Linked DNA regions of Mus musculus: region 1 is linked to region 2. A link is a contact called in public capture Hi-C data. All regions are on one chromosome and are shown on one strand. The core of a region is the stretch at or near the end of the contact, and the rest is flanking DNA. Distances in the headings are between cores, read along the strand shown.

Region 1 (5,941 bases), core at 3,124-5,623, 140 kb before region 2:
CACGCTATCTCTCCTGCAGTTATTCATACTAGGGATAATGAGTCTCTGTGTCCTTGGCAGATCACAAAATTTTCAAGATCTAACTCAACATTGACCTGTGGGTTCTTGTTGCCTAGCAATTTTGGATATATGAGGAAAAAATGAGCAAGTGTTCCAAAATTGTCATTTTAACCGTTTTAAGCTCCTGGAATGTTTCAAGGAAACCACATATGCAATACCACCCTCTTCTGGCCAAAATGACCCACCCTCCCCAATAAACACACACACACACACACACACACACACACACACACACACAGAAGAGAATTTGGACAAAAACCTCGAGGAACTCATTCTATTTCTATCATATATGTGTGAGTAAGTACGACCTCTATATTTTAAAATTCCAAATATCTAAGTAGCTGGGAGAAACACTTTGCATCCATTCTCCTTATACTGAGGTCCTTGAAGGAGTTAGAGTAGATTTTTCAAGAACAGGATAAAAGAAAATGATAAGCAGTGTCTACCAAACCAAGAGACCCAGGTCTTTCCATTTGAGCAGAATCCATTAGTATATCCTAGACTATCACATCAAGGAAGAGTTAAAGGGATCATGAGACATGAGCTATCACCATGGACAAAGTTTGTCCTGGGTCCCCAACATTCCTAGACCCAAGGGAAAACAAGTCCCTATTCTAGGGACACCAGGTCAAGAAAAGCACAAATAACACAGGCAGCCAATGACCTAAAGAAGGCAAGATGAATCTGAGAGGCACCAAGCTGTCTTGGGGTTGGAGTGAGTATACTAGAGGTAGAAATGACAAGTTCCAAAGCAAGGTTAAATGTGTTTCTTGGTGAATCATCCTGTGGTCCTCATGGCTTCTCCTTCCCCCAGAGGAGCAAAGAAAGACATCAAAGGACTCACTTGTCCAACGCCACCAGTAGCAAAGCCATAATCCAAGACTACAGTCACACAAGTCTTTCCTCTTCAGCAAACATGTCATGTGCACCGAGACAATACCATGACATAATGAAGCTGTTGCCCATAAAAGCTAAAGTGGTTCTCCTGGGTTCTAGCCATCACTGCTCCCCCCAAAAGTGAGAATTCCTAAGAGGAGAACTATGCTTTTCAAATACATGTTTCTTTAAGAAACTCCTGTTTCTGAGCAGGTAGGGGACCCCTGGATCTCCTGCATGTGGAAAGGACTATGGTGTGTGTGTGGGGGGGGGGGGGGTAGTGAGTGAGACCTAAAGTGACTAAGTAAAAAAAATTAAATTAAAAAGACATCTAAAAAACAAAAGAAAAGAAAGAGAAGAAAAGAAAAAAAGAAAAGAAAAAGAAACTTCTGTTTGTAGAATACTTTCCAAATGAACTCAATCTCTTAACATTTTCTGGGGAAAAAAAAAAAAAAAGAAAAAGGAAAAATAGAAAAGGCCAAGATGTGCTCTTTGCTCCTCACTTAGCTTTGAGGTTATTTGCTCATTTATTTAGCTTTGAGGTCCTTTTTTCAGTAATTTGAGCTGCAGAGGGAGGAGGCCTGGCTGGGCTGGAGCAGGTACTACACATAGTCTTTGAAAAAGAACCAACAAGAAAGGTCCTGGGAGGAGAACCACACATCCCCCAGCCTGTCCCTGCAGAACCCCTGCACTTTCCCCAGGCTAACCCGGGAAGATGACTCTCCAGCTAGATGCTTAAGCACCTCCACTTGGCCTGTGGCAGAGTTTTATCTGGAAGTTTCCGTGTGGCTGAGAGAAGCCTGACTTGGGGCAGATGGGCAAACTGCCAGCAGGTAGAGATTGCTCTCTGATGTTTTAACAAGTTAGGCTGAGGGCCCCAGGCTTCCTTCTCTTTTAAAACTGTGTCTGTCTAAAGCTGAAGCAGTAACAAGCTAATTATCAATCAACTTTTTAAAAGACAAATAAGGAGCCAAGACTGGATTCTTGGTTCTGTCAAACACAAGGACCTGAGCTCAGCTCCCCAGATGCTAAGTAAAAACCTAGGTGCAGAGATGCACACTTATAACCTTGGAGTTGGAGAGACAGCGATAGAGCATCCTTGAGTCTGGTTGACCAGCTAGCCTAGTCGGATTGGCAAGCCCTGGGTCTTAGGTCCCACTAAGAGATCCTGTCTAAAAAGAAAAGAAAAAAAAAAAAAAAACAGTGTGGGGCCAGCTAGGTGATCAAGCCTGACAACCTGAATTTTATCCTCAAGAGCCACATGGTGGAAGGAGAGAGCCATCCTCTGCGAGTAGTCTTCTGGCCTCCAAGCAGTGCACACATTATATGACTGTTAAAGATAAATAAATTACAGTAAGATAGAAAACAACTTTAAAAGGTACCCAATGCTGACCTCTGGCTTCCACACGCATGTTCACAGTGCACACGGCTCATGCACACAAGCAGGTATACGTATATACGCACACACGCAAAGCAATCCAAACGTGGACAGTTTAAATCATCTGTGAGTGCACGTAGAGAAAGGCACTGTTGACATATCACTGCATGTGTTCCTACAGTTGGGTTCTGGTCCAGGAAAGTACCTAAAGATTTCAAGCAAAACTGGAATCATGCTGCTATTACATTGCCTGCTCTAATCTTTCCCTGGAATCTTATCATATTTTGCTATAAAAGTACCTTTTATTTGCCTGAAGTTAATAATCGTCTCTGAGGGTTACTGTCTCACTCTGCTAACATAGGCCTAGTCCTGGAAGCTTCTAGCCTCCATACAATATTATCTAGGCCTAGAATATTTTCAGCCTTGAGGACTTACTGCTGAATAAGCTCACCGTTTCTAGCTCTTTCTGAACTTTGGCTGGCTGATCAACCTAGCTACTCTGACTCAAACTACTCTCCAAGCTGACTGATTCAGTCTGGCTTCTCTCAGTTTCTCCTGAATAGCTCTGCTTGTCCTCATACTAACTCCAGAAATATGTTCTAATCTTCTAACTCCTTCTCATTTTCTGGCTCATTCTATCTTCACCCTTGTCTAGCTTGTTCTCTCTTCTCTATAAGACTCTCCTGGTAAAACTGACCCCTCCTCCTTCCTGCCCTACCTCTCTTTCCTTGCCTCATGAGAGCTGGGCAGCCCTTTCCTCTCCTCATGAGAGCTAGGCAGATCCTATTTTGTCAAGTCTTTCTCTGATTTGTCACTTTGTCCGCCCCTCAATTAGACATCACTTTCAAACACGGGTCTTTCCTTCTACAAACTAACTTTACCTTCATCCCTTCATCATTTGGTATTAAAGATGAGTACTAAGGGCATGTCTGTATTCCAGCCAGAGGAATTAAAGGTGGTTTCTGAGGCTAAGCCACACTACAACAAGAAACAGGGTCCCCCCCACCCTGCATGTATTAGTTAGGGTTCTCTAGAGTCACAGAACTTATGGGTAGTCTCTATTTAGTAAAGGAATTTATTGATGACTTACAGTCTGCAGTCCAATTCCCAACAATGGTTCAGTAGTAGCTGTGACTGGAAGTCCAAGGATCTAGCAGTTACTCAGTCCCACACAGCAAGCAGGCAAGGGAGGGATATTCTTTACTAGCTTGCTTCGCCTGGCTTGCTCAGCCTGCTCTCTTATAGAACCAAGACTACCAGCCCAGAGATGGTCCCACCCACAAGGGGCCTTTCCCCCTTGATCACTAATTGAGAAAATGCCTTACCGTTGGATCTCATGGAAGCTCCTTTCTCTGTGATAACTCCAGCTGTGTCAAGTTGACACAAGACTAGCCAGCACACCACAGGAACCAACACAATCTCGGGGTTTACAGTGTGATCAAATACTCTGCAACATTTTCCAGACGCTGGTCTGCATAGTTCTTTCATTGAGTATCTCAATATAAGCAGGTGTAAGAAGCATTGCAAGGCCCCCAGTCAGGAACCCTTTCTCCTGATAACCACAGGCTGAGGAGAGAGAGGAGTATGGGATTGGTGCTGATACATCCTTGAGGCCAAGTGATCTTGATGCATACATTTTGGTCGCCCACCTCCATTGACAGGACACACCTATGGAGTGTTCCTTGTCTGAACCTCTGTTTGGTATATTCCTATCTGGTTTTCATTTCCCCCCAGGAGCTCAGGTGCTGTGAGGTTTTATAGTCACAACCTTGAGAGGGTAAGGAAGGGTATCCATGTTACAGTCCAGAATCATCTACCACTTCCAAATTAGTTTAGCTTTCTTATACTCTTTCCTTCCCTCCCTCCTTCCAGCTCACCTCCTTTTTGTTCTCTTCAGCAAACAAAACTAAACAAAATACTTGCCATTGTGTGCCTGGGCTATGTGAGGGGTAGAAGGGTTTCCTGGGTTCTTTGTAACACAATGGTAAGCATTGTATCTAGCCAAACAAATGTAGTGTGTCTAAAAGTCACTGTTTCCTAGTAGTGGGCATAACAAATGTGCTCCCTGGGAGTGCCTTTCTGCACAGCTGCTTTCAATTTAAATAACCATCTACAAGGACAAGACAATGTGTACTTTCTGAAGTATAAAGAAACAGAAGGACTGTCCAAAAGTAACAAGACAGACAAATAGTTTGCATTTTAAACACCTCATTCCCATTCTTGGGATTCAAAATAAGAAGGAAGTGGGAGAGGATTTTTTTTTAAAGGAGAGTAATCTAACTATGGCCTATCACAGTATCTTGCCCCGCATGAGTAAAGTTTTATTAGAATATAGCTACAATTGTATGTTTGCATATTATGTGTGGCATTTATTGTGCTACAGTGACAGTTAAGTAGTTGCCACAAAGACCTTGTGGTCCTAGGCTTAAGATATTTACTATCTGGTTCTTCATAAGGCTAGGGAGCATCTGAAACCTGACTGAGGAGGGACAAATGGAGGTGAAAATGTGATAATTAACCACTCGATGGATTGGGAGGGAAGGTGTTCGACAGACAGCCAAAGACTGAAGGAAGAACAAGGAACAGACGAACACTTTAATCAGAGCTTTCTGGGACCTTGTATATCCACCCCTCACACCCAAAATCACATTCATACCACTCTGGAACACTAACATGTGATTTCTGTGGGTCACAGCCCAGGATACCAGTAATCTTTGTTCAAAGGTCATTGCACTCCAGCCCAATGGACTGTGGCCAATTTCAAAAGTCCAGATGGAGATGTAAACTTTATACAATGTTAAACTGTAGAAGGTCTAAAAACAGTAGCCAGTACAGGTCAGGATTGCTTCACCATCTGCACTACGGGAGCTCAGCTGGCCTCAGCTCAGATACCCACAGTTCTCTTTGGCCCTTCTGCAAATCAGTTGGAAAGTTAGCCTTGCTACATCATTTAACTCCAGAAAGAGACAGAGAGAGAGAGAGAGACAGACAGACAGACAGACAAGCAGTCCCCAAGCTGAGCCAAACCCACAGTTACTAGGGAAACACCCAAACCTTGGAAGTGACAAACAGGGCAGTTCTTCTGAGGACTCTCTTGAGGGACAGCCTGAGATGCCAATGACAGCATTTGACTTGTTGGTGGCTCCTTTGCTCTACCCAAAATCAAAAGTGTTGCCTTCTCTGTGCCAGGTGCCAAGAAAAGAAAAGGCTTTGTGACCTGAAGGCAAGGTATGTGGGGAAGAGGAAGGAGGCCGTGGGGTTAAGTCGAAAGTCATGAGAGAGTTGGAGTGAGAGTTATCTCCCATTGGTCTGAGTAAGGAGGCCCAGGCTCCCCACTTGGCCTGTCTGAGCTCATCCCCAGGCCCCACCCCCTATTCACTTAGCCAAGGAAGGAACCATCAAACACCCCTGATAAAAGGGGGGGGGGCCTTCCGAGTTGGGCAAAACTGGGACTGAATCCTTGTTCATAGGATTTGACACCCCACATTGATATTACTCTGTGTGACCTGCCCCATCATCTAACAGCAAGGCCTTAGTCAAAGAATCTGCCTTAGCAATGTTTTCTCACACATAGAATAGCATAACACCACCAGTGTGGTGATTGAATAGGAATGCCCCCATAGGCTC
Region 2 (6,140 bases), core at 3,486-5,985:
CAACATCCATCCTCCCCCTTTTTAAAAAAATGTATTTATGTGAGTACACTGTTACTCTCTTCAGACACACCAGAAGAGGGCACAGGATCCCACTACAGATGGTTGTGAGCCACCATGTGGTTGCTGGGATTTGAACTCAGGACCATGGAAGAGCAGTCAGTGCTCTTAACTGCTGAGCCACCTCTCTTGCCTGATCCTCCCGTTTTTAAATTGCACCTTTCAGCTGTGTGGTTATTGAAACTAGAAAGCTAACTAATACATGTCTAATAAAGTCAGCAAAATATAGGGAAGAAAGATAGCATGTTTAAGCAGAAGAATATAAGTATATTTATAAATATAAACATCTGTTAAAATCGGAAGTAATTTTTAATCATACTAATATACCTCCCTTGACCTCAGGCAGGCCTAATATCGTCTATGGTTATACGTATTTACATTCTTTGTATGCCTCACTGTCAAAATTTTAACTTTTGGAAGTCACTGGACAAAGCAGGCATAATTCTATGATGAAGACAGTAAGCCATGTAGGTTCACCGCACCAGCATTCCCTCGCAATTATGAGCAGTGTGTTTAATTCGTATACATGGTGTAGATATGCATATATGTCAGTGCACATACACTGGATGCGTACGTTGGAACCTGGTATTCATAGAGACCAGAGGTGTCAGCTCCTCTAGAACTAGAATACAGATGGTTGTGGGCTACCATAAATCGCCACAGGAGCCACCCATCAAGCCCCCTAATTTTGCTTTTTGGTACTGACACCAAATGGACTCTTTTAAATCAAAAGAAAGCATGGGGGCTTATGGGATAGCTCAGCAGTGAAGAGCACTCTCTGTCTTGCAGAGGACTCAGGTTCAGTTCCCGGAACCCAGATGTTCTGGTTCCAGGGGAGCCCATGCTCTCTGTTGACCTCCGTGAGCAGCAGGCACACATAAGGTACATACGTAGAAGCAAAACACTCATACACATAAGCAGAAATACTTTGTAAACCAAGTGGATTTTGCTGAGTCAGGCCTCTCCTCCTTCAATTCTCCTCTGGAAGTACTTAATGAGATTAGAGCTGTAATCCCTAGCCTGGCTTTGCTGCCTGGCTATCTTTAGTGTAGGCTAAGGAATATTAACCATGTTCATGCTTTAGAAGGAAAACGTAACGCTAACTCTTCTCCTCGGTCTCCACTAATTTCCTGTGCACTGCTCATCAGTAGTCAACATCCCACTGCAGCCACGGACGGCCAGACGACATCCCACTGCAGCCACGGACGCCCAGACAACATCCCACTGCAGCCACGGACAGCCAGACGACATCCCACTGCAGCCACGGACGCCCAGACGACATCCCACTGCAGCCACGGACGGCCAGACGACATCCCACTGCAGCCACGGACGGCCAGACGACATCCCACTGCAGCCACGGACGGCCAGACGACATCCCACTGCAGCCACGGACGGCCAGACGACATCCCACTGCAGCCACGGATGCCCAGACAACATCCCACTGCAGCCACGGACCAGCTGCTCCTCCCTCAGGCCCTCTGGTCTGTGTTCACAGGACTTCCTTCAGAGGTCCACAGTCTCTAGGCATGGTGACAAATTCTGAAACCAATGCTTGAGACGTGAAGGCAGAAGGATTGAGATTTCAAAGTCATCCTCTCCATTACAGCTTGAGCCTGAAGGCCTGCCTATGAGGCATAATACCTATCTGAAAGAAAAAATGAGAAAAATGTACCCATAAACACACATATTCCTGCAGCATTGTGATGTATATGTATGTATGTGTGTATGTATGTATGTATGTGTGTATATATATATATGTATATATATATATATATATACACACATATATACATACATATATTCAGTACTTGCCATCTAACATAATTATTCACATTATATGTGACATATACTCTGTGTACATATATATGGTCATATATATGATACTCGGGTGGGCACCTGTACCTTTAAGAGCAGCTGGTAAGTCTTTAGAACACAGAATTGTGTCACTGATTTACTAGGAAATCTTTCATGGTTTGATGATTTCTAAAATTATTAATTAGAAGAAACCATAAAGACTGTTCCTTTCCTACAGTTTGTAACTACACCCAACCTAGTAGCTGTATGGTGTTCTTTAAGACACAGGCTTTCCTGTTTTGAGGCAACTGAAATGGTGGGATGAGGGTGGGTAGAGCATGATAGCCATTTCATTTCCTGATGCTGATGCTCCAAAGACACTGCCTCCGGATGCTCTTTTTTGTCTTCTTTCTGAAATGTCTCAGAGTAGGTGATGGGACATTGAAGTAAGTGTGTGTGTGTGTGTGTGTGTGTGTGTGTGTGTGTGTGTGTGTGTGTGTGTGTAATCCCCCAGGGCAGGGCTTCTTGCAGAAGAAGCACTCACTGTACCACTGAGCTATACCCCACCCCCAGTCCCCAGAAGTGGCTTCTTAACTAAGCCTTAGGTTCCTCTGCCACATCAGATGGCACTGCATGGCATCTTATTCTCTACTTTATCAGCTGACAACTTTTTTTGTCCCATCTGAAGCAAGGTCTCACTAGGCAGCCTAGACGGGTCTTGACCCTGATCCTCCTGCCTCTCTTCTGAGCACTAACATTCCAGACTCACAGACTTTATTTTAGTGAGAGCTTATAAAAGCCTCACAAAGAGAATGTGAGCTCACGTTGGCTATTTGAATTCACCAGTGAGTTTCCTGTCCCAGCCTACCTTCTTTAGCAGGACCCTGTCAGTGGAGCCAGTCCCAGATCTAGGAGCACTGGACTTGTGTCTCTTGAAATGACTAACTCCACAGGATGGTCCTTGAATGAGCTGGAGCCCCACTCACCCCCAAACTTCCATTTATACAATATTCTTCCAAGATGACTGGGCAAAAGCAGGTTTGAATCATTTCTTTGGGACTTCTAATGAATGCCTTTCTATCAAGGCCTGGTTCTCATATTCACTTGAACACACACACACACACACACACACACACACACACACACACACACACACATACACACACACACACACACATACACACACACACACATACACACACACACACACATACACACACACATACACACACACACACACATACACACACACACACACACACACACACACACACACACACACACACACCTCCAATATCTTAACTCTCTTAGGAAGTTCTAAGTATTTTATGTCAGAACACTTTCCAAAAATGGAGTCCGATAAGAAGAATTCTGAGTTCGTGTGAGAAAATTCCAAGTAAACAAGAGTCTTTGTGACCTGTTTCTTCCAAATGCCAACTTCTTTCTGAAATGTGATTAAATGTCCCTCCCAAGTATGGTGGGTAGGAGGGAGTTGACTTCAGATTGTTCATTGGAGCTGGCTATTGTTTGGTTTTATGTCCGTGTAGACAGACATGTTACCGCCATGTGTGGTTTGTCTTTGTGATTGTAAACTGTACTCATTCGATTCTTCTTAACTCTCAGAGTATAGATTGTCTGATGCTCTGAGTAAGGTTGGCTAAGGCCTGAGGCTTTAGTCCTTCTCGGTTTTTAGGCTCCATCCTCCCAATTTCCACTGCCTCAACAATTGTACCTTTGCCCTTTAAAAATATGTCAAACCTTCCATTCCTCATCTATTTTATTTTTTAATTTTTCCCAAAAGTAAACATATACGTGTACACAGTCACACATGGATATACACATCCACATGTGCACACTCACACTCATATTCCTCACAATCATACACAGGCACTCCACATACACCATGAGTATGCTTGTATGTGACCATAGGCACCTACTTGCAAATACTCAACACATACAGACACATTACAAAAACGCACACACTTGGACTTCTACCCATATATTCACACACAGGCACGTATGTACATATGCATACATGATACATACACTTCTATACAAGTGTAGACTCAAAATATATGAATACACACGTGTATGCTCAGTCATTGGAGTTTCATATGCCAGTCTATATTGGGGTGCTGTTTTACTGAAGTACTTCCTGACCTCTGTTCCCATAATTCTGTGAGACCCCGACTTAGAGCGTTTCTCCCTGAAAGGTAAAGCCCCTGGACATTCCCCAAGCTTGTTTTCCCTGATCTCTTAAAATACAGCCAGAAAGAAGCTCTTTGTTCTCTATAGCCAACAAAAAGTCTTTTTGTTTCTGTGCCTTACAGCCAGAGACTCGATGATTGTGGGGAGACCTAGCCAGGCGCTTGCTTGGCTCCCTGTGCCAAGGACATGGAGATAGATTCCCCAGAGAAGAGCTACAGCTCACTCCTCACTCTTCATGCCTTGTTATTTTACCAAGGACACCCGCCAGAGAAGAGCTGTAGCCAAACTCCTCCCAACTCCTCAGCTAGCTGTTAAAAGCCCCCTACTGTTACCGCTCGAGATCGAACTCCCCTCAGCTAGCTGACAATAAAGCGTCTTGCAGTTTGCATCAGGTGTTATCGGGGTGCCGACCAGCTCAACCCGGGACTTGAGCGGAGGTCTCCCCAGTTTCGGGGGTCTTACAATTCCACAATCCCAGCAAAGGAGGCCATTTCCTTGTCTGTTTTTTTTTTATCTTGATACATATGTACTATTAAAATGGGACAAATTAAAAGGTCTTAGTCTGACAAAGAGCACTTTCCTTAAAAATGCTGACCTTTCTTTCATAGGCTCAATTTGGATTTTCCCTGAGAGGGACTGCCAGTTGACTGCAGACAGTCATTTGGCACCATCTGCTGGACATAGACAGTCTGAGCAAATGAGAGCTGAAGAGATCAGAGCTGAAGAGCCCAGAATCCACGTTGAGTGAGTGCCTGGATCTAATAGTTCTGCTGTGTGTGGCTTTATTGCAAATATGCAACTTCCTGTGCATATCTCTGAGTTACCTTACGTTATCCTCTCTGAATTTCACAAAGCACCTTTGCTTTATAGCCTCAGCCAAGTCAGCTCACAATGAAGAGCAGAAACCACATCTTGCCACTGTTGCATCCCTAGGGTCCAGGATACAGTAGGAGCTGTGAAACATGTTTCTCTTGCTCTGTGGCTTTTGAATGGCACAATGACTAATATGGGCCATAAGAGATGATGAACCATGGACAGCATAAAGCTAGGGGTGAACATGAACTCCTGATCCTCTGCCTCTACCTCCCCACACCGGGATGATGTTGGAGAAACATCAGCTGCTCCGTATGCCTTTTCAAATTTTAAATTTTTCTTCAAATTAAAAAAATAATAATAACTGTTTAGACCAAGGTCTTGCCATGTAACCCAGGTTGACCTCAAACTTGATCCTCCTGCCTCAGCCTCTCAAGCCCTCAGTAACCTTTAAAAACTGATAAGTTTTCCCCCATGTGATAGTTAACTGTGTGCATTAACTTGGCCAGACTAAAATGCCCTGCATTTGGCCAAATACCACTGGAGATACTTCTGTGGAGACACATTCTTTATGTGATTGGTGTTCTGCATAAAGCGTGTGATTCTCCATATTGTGTGTGGGTCCTTTCATTTGAAAGCTTTGAGAGTAAAGACTGCAGTTTCTCAAGGTAGAAGAAATTTTTCTTCAACCAGATTGCCACAGAGAAACCCTGCCTCAGTTTCTCACTTGAGGGATTTGGAGTCCAGACATCAATTGTAATTCTTACCTGAAATTCCAGCCTGATGACCTCATATAAACCTTAGACATTCCTGCTTCATTCTCCCTCTCCCTCTCCCTCTCCGTCCCATTTTGCTGGAGAAACCTAACACAGGTCCTATACATTATATTAGTAAAGTATCAAGTGTTTTTTCAGTTCACTAAGAAGCTAACTGTGAATCAGGATTGCCCCTAACTAACTTCAGACCCAAGCATATCTGTCTTAGAGCATCCTCCAAGATCTTAGTCCAGGAATGGGCTATTCCTATCCCCAGCTTTGTGAGAAATGGACAGGAGAACAACAAAGCATCCCACAAATAGAAATATCACATCCTTGAGAACAATCAAGTAAATTGTTACAGGAAAAACACAACATCTCTGAGCACATTTAGGAGGTAAATCGTTCCCAGACACCTTCCTGAAGGGAGTGGGGGGAGCTTTGAGGTTTCAGAAGCACAAGCCAGGCTGGGTGGCTCACTTACTCTTCCTACTGCCTGCCAGTCCAGATGTA

What was found. Capture Hi-C pulls out chosen DNA fragments and counts their contacts.
Region 1: a capture Hi-C map of embryonic stem cells shows a contact between it and region 2, with 3 times the contacts expected there. The contact joins two enhancer-like sites. A contact is called at or near these places in 6 of 484 Hi-C or Micro-C datasets (3T3-L1-derived adipocytes, growing oocytes, pre-hematopoietic stem cells and 3 more), 2 of 115 datasets of contacts at active chromatin or transcription factors (both in embryonic stem cells) and 1 of 9 other capture datasets (embryonic stem cells).

The regions. Positions count from the first base shown.
Region 1 is chr2:5,218,578-5,224,518 of GRCm38.p6, reverse strand. The region is part of intron 2 of Ccdc3 (coiled-coil domain containing 3); the gene reads right to left. It overlaps Gm46729 (a long non-coding RNA gene), which reads right to left. Exons shown (of 3, transcript XR_001783223.1): 3 at 3,665-3,880. Among named protein-coding and RNA genes, the nearest start is that of Gm46729, 6.1 kb to the right of the region's middle. Within about 2 kb of position 4,373, at least 20 of the 459 cell types and tissues checked have an H3K27ac peak or open chromatin away from gene starts, as enhancers often do. A contact at or near this core is called in embryonic stem cells, where this site is marked.
Region 2 is chr2:5,078,831-5,084,970 of GRCm38.p6, reverse strand. No RefSeq gene overlaps it. Among named protein-coding and RNA genes, the nearest start is that of Optn, 18 kb to the right of the region's middle. Within about 2 kb of position 4,735, at least 36 of the 459 cell types and tissues checked have an H3K27ac peak or open chromatin away from gene starts, as enhancers often do. A contact at or near this core is called in embryonic stem cells, where this site is marked.